3 separate regions of the Mus musculus genome follow, and all the other regions are linked to region 2. A link is a contact called in public HiChIP or PLAC-seq data. All regions are on one chromosome and are shown on one strand. Each heading gives the region's core, a stretch centred on a gene start, on an enhancer-like site or on the middle of the called end of the contact. The rest is flanking DNA. Distances are from core to core; before and after follow the strand shown.

Evidence for each region. HiChIP or PLAC-seq counts read pairs in DNA pulled down with a chosen protein or histone mark.
Region 1: a contact with region 2 is called in a BATF HiChIP or PLAC-seq map of CD8 T cells, with 5 read pairs. The contact joins two enhancer-like sites. A contact is called at or near these places in 2 of 484 Hi-C or Micro-C datasets (both in uterus) and 2 of 115 datasets of contacts at active chromatin or transcription factors (CD8 T cells and large pre-B cells).
Region 3: an H3K4me3 HiChIP or PLAC-seq map of bone marrow-derived macrophages shows a contact between it and region 2, with 5 times the contacts expected there. The contact joins two enhancer-like sites. A contact is called at or near these places in 3 of 115 datasets of contacts at active chromatin or transcription factors (CD8 T cells, bone marrow-derived macrophages and pancreatic cancer cells).

Annotation. Positions count from the first base shown.
Region 1 is chr13:6,513,683-6,517,751 of GRCm38.p6, forward strand. No RefSeq gene overlaps it. Among named protein-coding and RNA genes, the nearest start is that of Pitrm1, 32 kb to the right of the region's middle. Within about 2 kb of position 1,884, at least 16 of the 459 cell types and tissues checked have an H3K27ac peak or open chromatin away from gene starts, as enhancers often do. A contact at or near this core is called in CD8 T cells, where this site is marked.
Region 2 is chr13:5,713,038-5,716,627 of GRCm38.p6, forward strand. All of the region lies in intron 1 of Gm35330 (a long non-coding RNA gene), which reads right to left. Among named protein-coding and RNA genes, the nearest start is that of Gm35330, 9.8 kb to the right of the region's middle. Within about 2 kb of position 1,319, at least 178 of the 459 cell types and tissues checked have an H3K27ac peak or open chromatin away from gene starts, as enhancers often do. A contact at or near this core is called in CD8 T cells and bone marrow-derived macrophages, where this site is marked.
Region 3 is chr13:6,239,018-6,242,629 of GRCm38.p6, forward strand. No RefSeq gene overlaps it. Among named protein-coding and RNA genes, the nearest start is that of Gm35615, 49 kb to the right of the region's middle. Within about 2 kb of position 2,029, at least 18 of the 459 cell types and tissues checked have an H3K27ac peak or open chromatin away from gene starts, as enhancers often do. A contact at or near this core is called in bone marrow-derived macrophages, where this site is marked.

The DNA.
Region 1 (4,069 bases), core at 634-3,133, 800 kb after region 2:
TAGCCAGAAGCTGGAAAGAACCCAGATGCCCCTCAACAAAGGAATAGATACAGAAAATGTGGTACATTTACACAATGGAGTACTACTCAGCTATTAAAAAGAATGAATTTATGAAATTCCTAGCCAAATGGATGGACCTGGAGGGCGTCATCCTGAGTGAGGTAACACATTCACAAAGGAACTCACACAATATGTACTCACTGATAAGTGGATATTAGCCCAAAACCTAGGATACCCAAGATACAAGATACAATTTGCTAAACACATGAAACTCAAGAAGAATGAAGACTGAAGTGTGGACACTATGCCCCTCCTTAGAATTGGGAACAAAACACCCATGGAAGGAGTTACAGAGACAAAGTTTGGAGCTGAGACAAAAGGATGGACCATCTAGAGACTGCCATATCCAGGGATCCATCCCATAATCAGCTTCTAAATGCTGACACCATTGCATACACTAGCAAGATTTTATTGAAAGGACCCAGATGTAGCTGTCTCTTGTGAGACTATGCCGGGGCCTAGCAAACACAGAAGTGGATACTCACAGTCAGATATTGGATGGATCACAGGGCTCCCAATGGAGGAGCTAGAGAAAGTACCCAAGGAGCTAAAGGGATCTGCAATCCTATAGGTGGAACAACATTATGAACTAACCAGTACCCTGGAGCTCTTGACTCTAGCTGCATATGTATCAAAAGATGGCCTACTCGGCCATCACTGGAAAGAGAGGCCCATTGGACATGCAAACTGTATATGCCCCAGTACAGGGGAACACCAGGGCCAAAAAATGGGAATGGGTGGGTAGGGAAGTGGGGGGGGAGGGTATGGGGGACTTTTGGGATAGCATTGGAAATGTAATTGAGGAAAATATGTAATAAAAATATTTAAAAAAAAAAGAAAAGAAAAAAAGAAAGGGAAGTATGCCCAAAGATGGCATACTGAACACAAACACCGAGAATAAATGGATAAAGAGGGAGGGGAGGGATAAGGAAAGGAGGGGGAGAGAGAGAGAGAGAGAGAGAGAGAGAGAGAGAGAGAGAGAGAGAGAGAGAGACTCCAAGACTCATGTGTTAACACTTAGTTCCCAGCAATTGGTGCTTTTAGAATGGTGGGACCATTAGGAAATAGGGCCTTTGGCAGGAAGTTAGATCACTGGGGGTGTCCTTAAAGGGGGTATTGAGGCCTCATTCTTCCTATCTGTCTCTATACTTCCTGGCCATCGTGAAGTGAACAGCTTCCTCTTCCTCGTGTTCCTTCCATGATCTTCTGCCTCAGCCCCTCAAAGCAGTGGGACCAAGAGACCATAGGATGAAATGTCCTATGAGGCCCTTTACCTTCTCAGCTTATTTTCTTCAGGTGCTTTGTCGCAGTGATGGAAAGGTGTTCTCTACAACACTATAAAGTAAGATAATCCATGGCAATAGACAGGACAGCATGCAGTTGTCCCTGAGAAGAGCGTGACCAGCTTCCACCCATCAGAGACCAGCTTTATCTGAAGACAGGAGTGTGAATAAACAAAACCATTCTGGGGCAGCACTTCCTGTCATCTGAACCCCTCTGAACTAACTCTGGACAGTTTTCAAAGTCACTCTGTTCTCTGATACCAGATGAAAAAGTGTGGTCTGCCACCCAAGGCTGACATGCCCAGAAACTTCCTGATCGGTCAACCATGAAAAAGAGAAGATAACAAAGTTGTATTTCTAAATGGAGGCTTGGGTTTGCTACAGTGTGTCATGGGTACATCCCAGAGCTGGGACCTTTTCCTGGCACCTGTATGGATACATAGGCTACAGACAGGGGTAGGGGATGGTAGTGCCTCTACAGGCTACATCCTCATGAGGGCTACCATAAAGTTCACCCAAAGCCTTAAGAAACATAGTGGTTGGGACTGTGAATAATACACTTCATACGGGGAAAACCACAGGGACCTAGAAAGTTCTGAGCAAGCAGCCTCTGAGAAAGTTTCACCAAACCATGTTTTTTCCTTCCATTAATAATCTACACCTGCCACTAGAGGGCACTAGAGTCCCTCTGGCTGGGGCGGTTGCTCAGGGCATTGTAAATCCCTGAAAGCCCTTGAGATGTTAACTCTCCTATGACCCAATTCGGGAACCTGCCAGTATCACAAACGCAATCAGAAGACGTAACACCTGAGTCAGAGAAGTTTCTTGCAGAAATAGCAGTCGCCAGAGTGTCAGTATCTTGGGGACAATTTCTCAGATTTTGTATTGCAGTTCAGAGACCAGTACTGTGCGATGCTGCAGGTTGGTACAACATGGAAATGGAGTCCCTCCGCTGGAAGCAATCTGGGTCTTTTATAATGACTAGGAGGCACACCTGCCTTCTTCACTTAAGGTCCTGCTTTCAAACTTCTATACATTGAATGGTTGGGTTTTGGGTTCAATCCACTGAGATGGGTGGTCTCTTTAGCTTAGAGACTTATTTATTTAAAAAGTTATCAGTGCCATCAATAGGCAGATAGATATAAGCACAGTGGTGTCTCTGAGAAGAGTTTTGGTCCATGTGGCAACGTGAGGATCCCTCCTTAAAGGTTTTAGAGGAAGGTATGGTATTGGGAACTTTCCTCATTTTTGACCACAGTTAGCTGTTGCTGGGAGTAACCAATGGGCGCTGAGTTAAAGGATGTTAGTGATCATTAACATCTTTCCTGATCACCTCTTGCTAAGAAGTTGCCTTAGCTATATGAACCAAATCACTGTACTAACGTTAATTGTCACGGTTCATCAGAAACGAAGGAGCCCTACAAAATGGCATGGCCCTTGCTAACGCACTTGGTCTTAGGCAAAGGCTGAACAGTGGTGGTCTCTGCCTCCTATAGCCACTCCATTGCTGTGACAACATACTGTGACCAAAAAGCAAGTTGGAGAGAAAAGGGTTTATTCAGATTACATTTTAATGATGCTGTTCATCCCCAAATGAAGTCAGGGATACAACTCAAACATGGCAGGAGCCTGGAACCAGGAGCTGATGCAGAGGCCATGGAGGAGTGCTGCTTACTGCCTTGCTTCCCCTGGCTTGCTCAGCCTTCTTTCTTACAGAATCCAGGACCATCAGTCCAGAGATGACAGCATCTAAAATGTGCTGGACCTTCCCTCTTTGATCGCTAATTGAGAAAATGCCTTACGGCTGGATTTCATGGAGGCATTTTCTTAAATGAGGCTCTTTCCTTTTATGTCTCAAGTTGACACAAAACCAGCCTGTACAACACAGTCCAGAAGAAGGACAACCATGACTCATAACATGTGCAGTAGCTTCCACGTCTTTGAAAGCGTTCCCATTTGCTGTCTGTTGTTCCCATTGGCAGATCCCATGGAGGCAGTTCCCTCTTTTCTGAGTGACTCTAGTTTGTGTCATGATGACACAATAACCAACACAGAACCCAGACCTTAGGCCAGTGGCCCATTGCACATCATACAAGAAGATAGAGGCTTAGGCTAGGGTATCAAAGGGGCCTGATCCAGCACTCACACCCTCACTTATCACTCAGCAGACTAAGTGTTCACCACGGAGCGGCTCTGAGCCCTGGTGGCATTCAGATCAGCTTATTCATTTCCTGTCTTTGATGAGGGCTCTGAAGTTATCTTTTATCTCTCTTCTAATACTGTAAAGATGGTCTCCATCTTTTGATCCCTAGGATTTTTTATAATCCTTTCCAAGAATTAAAGCATCTAAATTAAAATAACAAAGAAAATAAGAAAGGAAAGAAATTATTGTATCAATTATTAAAAAGCAGTTGACAGCTAAGCATTGTGGCATAGGCCTGTGATCCTCTAAACATTAGAGGCCAAAACAGAACCCCAAGTCCAAGGCCACTCTGGGCTACAGAGTGAACTGAAGTCTAGCCTTGAATGTGTACTGTACCAATGTCACTTTAGATTTTCATATCTTTGGTGCCAATGTCCCAAAGAACGGTGTAATAAAATGCAAACATAGTGCATATTTGAGGGGTATGGCTGTATATTCCTTTGCACAAGAAAACTTTAGATGGTTTCTCTTTAGTTGGTGAAGCAACTTTGAAATATATGTGAATTTTGAAAACCACAATTCA
Region 2 (3,590 bases), core at 69-2,568:
CTCCTGGTTAGAGTTTACATTCAAAACCAAACCCAACCAACCAACCAACCAAACAAACAAACAACAACAAACCACTGGGCAACATAAAAGCTGGTACTTTGAATTTATCACTGGGCTTCTCTGAATCAGTGGCAAAGGAAACCAATAAAATGCCTAAGTGGGGTTAATGGGATCTTAGCAGACAAACCCATCATTTGTGTATTCTCCATGCTACAGTGGGTTGGAGAGAGCACTTCATAGTTGGCTGACTCCCCACTTCTGTTCCTGTTAGAATTTTGGTCTTAGAGTAAACTTACACCCATTCCTTAGTGCCCTGGTTCAGGTTGTCTTGGCCTTTTTATTACGGGTCGTGTTTACCAAAGGTTTACAACTTGGCTGTAAACACCAGTTGGCACCAAAACCGGAAAGTTGGCATGAGGAGGTTTGGCATAAACATTGCCCGGAAGCACTTTTTTCTCTCTCTCTAAATCTGAGAAAAACAGGCTAGGGTCATTTTCAAGTTATTTATGTTATTCATGCATAAATAAAAGCGAAGCCTGACAGCATCAAACAGTTGTTGGCTTTTGCAGGCCTCAAAAATAGATTTTATCCAAGAAAAGTAACATTTGGTAAACAAATACTCAGTGACAGGCTGTTAAAAAAAATAAAGGGAGGGGGAAAAGGTGTCATGGGATGGATTAAATAGTAAGAGAAGAGAGAAGGTTTCAAGAACCATTTTTTATGTCAGAGAACAGAGTCAAGAAAGTTATTGTTAAACGGAGAAATTTCTACAGACTCAAAATTATAAATAAGCACAATGTAAGCTTTCAAGTAGATTTTATTAAGATCCAGAGGGCACATCATCCAAGCATACAAAGTAAACAATATAGAATGATCTCAGGGGATAGAAATAAATGATTTTTAAGTATGCATTCTAAAAGCAATGGAATGTTTAAAGCATTTTAAAACTCAAGGAGAGAGGGAGAGGAGTGAGTAATGAATTAACACATGCTGATGTTAAAAGTCTTTTAAAAGAGTTAGTTGTCAGTGTTCAAAGTCTCCTCTTGTCTTCCTTTTATTAAATTGTTTAGAAATGCAATTTGTAAACTATAAACTTCGGCAGCTTGTAGCTGTATGCTAAAGAGAGAAAGTGATGGTGTCAACTGTTCCCTAAAGATCGTCTTTCTGGCAAACTTAAAAGTCAGCCTTGACGTCAAGTGACCCTGGACAAGAGTCTGCATTGAGTTCTGCGAAGTGTGGGCAGAAAGGACTTTCACTCTGGAAACCCTACCAGGGAGGAAGGACTGAAGAAACCGTTTAGGGAAAAAGAAAAGCAAGCCAAGTCAAACAGAAAGTAAAAATAAGTCAGTGGGGAAAGAATGTCAACTGCAGAAGAACGTAGCCTGTCTGCTGCAGCTCGCGTTCTGGAACACGTGTTCTTTCGGCAAGGAAGCGTTTTCCTCAGCTTGTTTTGGTTGCTCTTCGCAAGTGAGGTTGGAGCTATTGTTACGGCTCAAGTCAGGGACAGTTACATCTGGTGGCCAAAGCTGTATACTACCCATTACAGAAGGTAACTTTAGACACACTGGGCAGAGAAACAGAATAGTGCCATTCCATAATAGAATTAACCCTATGAACAGCCCGTAGACATAAGCCAAGACATCCGATCCGTATATTTCAATGCCAATTCAAGATGAAAAACGTTTCCGGGACTCATTTCAAATGTTTGCCTCCCTGGAACTACCTAGGTCAACTTCATCTACAACTACATCTAGAATATGATAAATGTTCCTGATGTGTGCTGCTTCAGATAGAGTCTATAAATCAGTTTACTTACCCTACTATCAAAGCTGTTGCCAGGACAATGTTGTGGCTCTGAGGAGACCAAATCACATGACCTGAAGATAAGTGTTTACATCACAGAGCCACAGAGTGCCATGGCAGACACTGAAAAGCACAAATATACACACAGGATAATCCCTTGGAGACTGTTATTGTCTGTGAAGGAAAAGCCCTAGAGAATGTGGTCTGGACACCAGAGACCAGAGAATAAACATGCTCATCAGATAACATGCTTCTTGGAAAGGGACCTAGGCAGCCTTCAGTATTCTCAGAATTGGCAATTAGTTCTTATTATATTTGAAAGACACATATTTCACCTCAACTGATTAGTCATGTGGCTTCTTCGAGGACCTGAAATGGATTTTTTTGAATTCTCAATTCCTGATATTGAGAATTCCTATGCCTGATATTTACCAGAGCTTCAGCAAGCATCTGTCGAATTAACAGTCAGCATGAGATGCTATGATAAGACATCCGTTGTCACACACTGATGCTTTGTTATTTTAACTGTCTATGCACTAAGACAGGGGTCCTAGATTTGGCTTTGTTTAAAGCTTTTGTTGGTTTATTTGGTGATTTGTTTTTTATTATTTTAAAGGAGTCTTACATGGCCCTTTGAACTTGGTAGTCTAGGATCACTTGAACTTCTTATTCATCCAACTTCTAGAATCAGCACTGTGAAATGCTTGGCTTTCTAGTCCTAGGGTTTGAACTCAGGACTTTATGCGTGCTAGGCAAGTACTCTGCCAACTGAGATATGTTCACTGCCTCTTGGCCTTCATTTTTGGTGGACTTTGAAGAAGTGGTTAGAGGCTAAAAGAAAACTTACACCAATCATAAATAAATAAGTTGTTTTTAAATGCTCTTTTGTTGTATCATTTCCACACAGATCAATATGAACAGGTAAATATGAATGTACACCAATAGATAATAAGTAGAAAACTGACAAATGATAGACCAATTGATCAACATATGTTGATAGATGTGATTATAGATCTATTGATTAATCAATAGATAAGAGTTGACATTAATACATAATAAAATGATTAGTAAATAGATGAGAAACAATAGATGATCAAATAGATAAATAGATGTGTAATAGAAAGAGAGAGAGATGGTAAATAGGTGACACATAGAGAGTAAAGAGACGGCAGATAATGGATGTTTGATAGACAGGTAGATGATAGATAATAGGCAGATAGATAATAGACAGACAGACAGACAATCAGACAGACAAATGCATAAATAGTCCTCAATATGCTCAATGAAGAAATGTTTAGAAAGCATGATCAGACAACACTAATAATTTGACAACTGCTAGGGCAATGTGTTTCCCAGCTAAGCATTTTAAACCCACAAATAATTTTGTCTGTCTCTATGCTGATATGGTAGGGGTATGCATTTGAAAATGAACTCTAGGAATGTAAAATTGAGCAAACGTGATTTAGGGTCTGCAGAACAACAAAGGCTAGAGCATGGCATCTGGAAGTAGCCTACGAGATACAGGCTGTGACTTGTTCGCCAAAGCTATGGGTCTGCAAGCACATGGCTGACTCTGGTACCTATATTTATATTCTCTGTATGTAACTCCAGAGCACAGGAACTACAGAGAATTTGACTGGCCCCAGATCAAAGATACAAAGAGATGATTTAACACTTTTCTTAGTGGTTCTTCAGTGTTACACAGCAAGTCTTGGGAAATGAAAGAGAAAGTTCTCTACATTGTAAATATTGGGACAAACTTGAAAATGAAGTGAAGTTGCATAGAG
Region 3 (3,612 bases), core at 779-3,278, 530 kb after region 2:
TGGTTCCTCAGAAAATTGGACATAGTACTACCGGAGGTTCCAGCAATACCTCTCCTGGGCATATGTCCAGAAGATGTCCCAACCGGTAAGAAGGACACATGCTCCACTATGTTCATAGCAGCCTTGTTTATAATAGCCAGAAGCTGGAAAGAACCCAGATGCCCCTCAACAGAGGAATGGATACAGAAAATGTGGTACATTTACACAATGGAATACTACTCAGCTATTTAAAAAAATGAATTTATGGAATTCCTAGGCAAATGGATGGACCTGGAGGGCATCATCCTGAGTGAGGTAACCCAATCACAGAGAAATTCTGACATTTAATGGAATACTAAACACCCATTAAACACATATCCTCATTTTAGCAGTAAAGAATGTGCCCAAGATTTGAAGTCTACCTGTAACATGCCCCATACTCCAGTAGAGTAAATGATAGTCATAATAAGCAACCATGATTTCATCTCCTGTAAGCAGAACACCTAGACATTACTGTCAAAACTGGAGCCCCAGGTTGGCGAGTTGGCCCAGCAGGTAAGAGCACTGACTGCTCTTCTGAAGGTCCTGAGTTCAAATACCAGCAACCACATGGTGGCTCACAACCACCTGGAATGAGATCTGATGTCCTCTTCTGGTGTGTCTAAAGACAGCTAGAGTGTATTATGTATAATAATAAAGTAAATCTTTGGGTGGGAGCCAGCAGGGCTGACCGGAGGGAGCAGAGGTCCAAAACTATTCCCAACAACCACATGAAGGCTCACAACCATCTGTAAAACTACAGTGTACTCACATACATAAAATAAATAAATCTTAAAAAAAAAACCCAAAACCTGTAGTTCCTAGCATATGCTCGGGGGTTATCCTTCTCTGATAATTCCTCCTGGCTGTTCTGTGATTACTGCAAGCCCACTTGGAGCCTTTGCTCTCCAAGGCTAGGCTCCCCACCTCTTTTCCCCTGCCTACTGGTATCAGACATGACTCCAAGAAAGATGCTTTTAAAACTGGATTTACAGTTCACAAGACACCACTTTGCTTTATGGAATGCATAATTCACACGGCTTTCCTAACACACAATGAAGCAGGAATGCTTACTCACTGGACGACTCTAACTCTAACCAACTCTCACATATGTGTGATGCTTTTTGTCTTCTGAGAACACAAGATAGGAATCTAGAGTGTTTCATTGTGAGAGGCTGGGCATTAGCAACATAGGAGACTGTTCACCAGAGCCAACAGTTTGACCTCAACTGATTTCTCTGCTTCTCTATACTTCTTTTGGTGAAGCGTAGTCCATTGTCTATAAGGGCATTAAAGGAGGTTTCTATTGTCTGAAAGTCAGCTCTTTGTGAAGTAGAGTCTAACAACCACCCTAGTGGGGCCTCCCTATTATAAAACAAAGGAAGAAGAAATACAGAGCTTGTCCTCTCAAAACAACAACAACAAAAAATTAAGGCACCTAGAAACTAGAATCCAGGCCTGCTTCCCGTGCTAGGTCCTACTGGCCCACTAAAGACTATGAGTTCTTTTTAGGAAAACAAAGTATCTTGGTTGTCTGGCGAGGCCCTAACAAAGTACCACAGAATAGAGAAAGGTGATTTAAATGACACACATCTGTCTTCTCACAATACTGGAGCCTGGAAGTCTGAGGTCAAAGTTTCAGCAGGGTTGGTCCACAGTTAACTCTCTTTTCCTTGACATCTTTACACATGCTTGTCTCCCTTGGATGTCCATGTCTTAATCTCCTCTTTTTACAAAGACACCAGGAACACCAGATTCAGTCTAGTCCTAACAATCTCATTTTCCTTTAGTCATCTTAAGTCCAGCATGCTAATCTCTATGCCTAGTCACTTTTCTCTTTGTGTTTGGTCAAGACCACCCAGCATTCCAGTTTATCTCAGTGGATCATCATCTTCTGCAAGCAGAAAGAAAGCACCCAGAGGGTGAATTGAAGATTTCACACTAGGGATGACCTAAATAGATTATGGATGCCATTCAAAGCCAATAGGATCAGAGGTCAGCAACAGCAGGAAGCAGGCTGCAGTGCCACCTCGAGGGAAGGGAACAGAAGCTATTACTACGCCAGGGCATCAGGGATCCTTTGAGGGCTGGAGTATTAAGAAAACATGGACCAAGCTCAAGCAATTGAGCTTGGGTAGCACTTTCTACTTTAGTGACTACTTCTATGCTATTATTCCCGGGTACTGAAATCAGAAAGAAGTCAGGAAACCTAGGATAACAGTGTACCGGTTTCAGCACAGTATAAGGAAGAGAAAATATTCACTGGCAGATATATCAGAAGTTTCCACTTACTTCCCCCTGTACCAGATTCTATGCTGTGTGTTCTCAAGGGAGCACACAAATGCATGTGGTGTGAAAATGTGCAGGCATGCGTGCATTTGTATAATTTCATTGCTGGTCACAATCTCAGGACAGGTAAACAAGTTTAAGTTTCTTGTCCTAATGGGACTTATTGAGTATAGCTTACAAGTAGCAGAACCAGGATCCTAATACTGGTTAGTCAGTATTGCTCTGGCTCAAACTTAAAAAACAAAACAGTAGAGAGACCCTGGATCATGTGTGTATCTCTGCGGGAGTGTGTGAGTAACCAGTGCAGGATCTTCTGCCTGTGCTTTTGGCAGTGTCAGTAGCTAAGAATAGGAAGCTTGTTTGATACAATCTACTTCCTTTTTTTTTTTTTTTTCTTCATTTGGCTTTAAGAAGTTTTATTTTATTTTGCAAAGTAGCTCATGCTGCACAGGAGACAGATCAAGTTGAAAGTGCAATAATGACTCTGTCAGTCCTGAGCCCCAACATAGCATGCCTCACTGAGTGGTCGCTTCATTTAGAAGCCAAGATCAGAGATGGTAAGTCTACGCTTCAGAATTCAATCTCCTGACCCAGAGCATGAGACCACAGTGGCTGCAACTCCCCCAGCCACAGATTTTGCCACAACAAGAGATTACTTGATAGCAGCCTCATCAAATAAAACTGCCTGCCAAATCCTGGGCACAGTAGCTAGTGCACTGGCCCGTGCCTATCATATATGAACACAACCCCGAAATAAGGACATGAAGTAAACCATTGTCAAATGTCACCTGGGAGCTTCAGCTAACACAACATTTGCATTGTGATTCAAAAGGATATTCTAAATATGAGTCTGTCTCTTCCCCTCCTGCTCCTCATCTTTCCTTCCTTCTCTTCCTGATTCTCAAACTCGTCTTCCTTCCTGCTGGTCCCCTTCCTCATTTTCCTTTTCCTCCTTCCCATCCTCTGTTCTTCCATCCCTTCCCATCTTCTCCACCTGCTTCTTTTGAACCTCTTAGTCCTCTCCTTCCTCCTACTGCTCCTCTCCGTCTTCCCTTTCTACTTCTGGAGTCATCCTACCACTGTAAAAACACCATCTGAAATTCAGATGTGATCTCTGAGAAGCTGACTATAGAAGTAGGGGATGGTCAGCCTCTTTCTGAATAGGAAACCACCCCACACTATTGTGGCAATTTCAGAGATTGAAGTATGTCCAATAAATTCCCAAGGTCACTTAGACAGAGCCACGCAACCTTGGAGATTCCCCAGCTGCCTATTTTCCTATGAAGTACACATGTATTTCGTTGT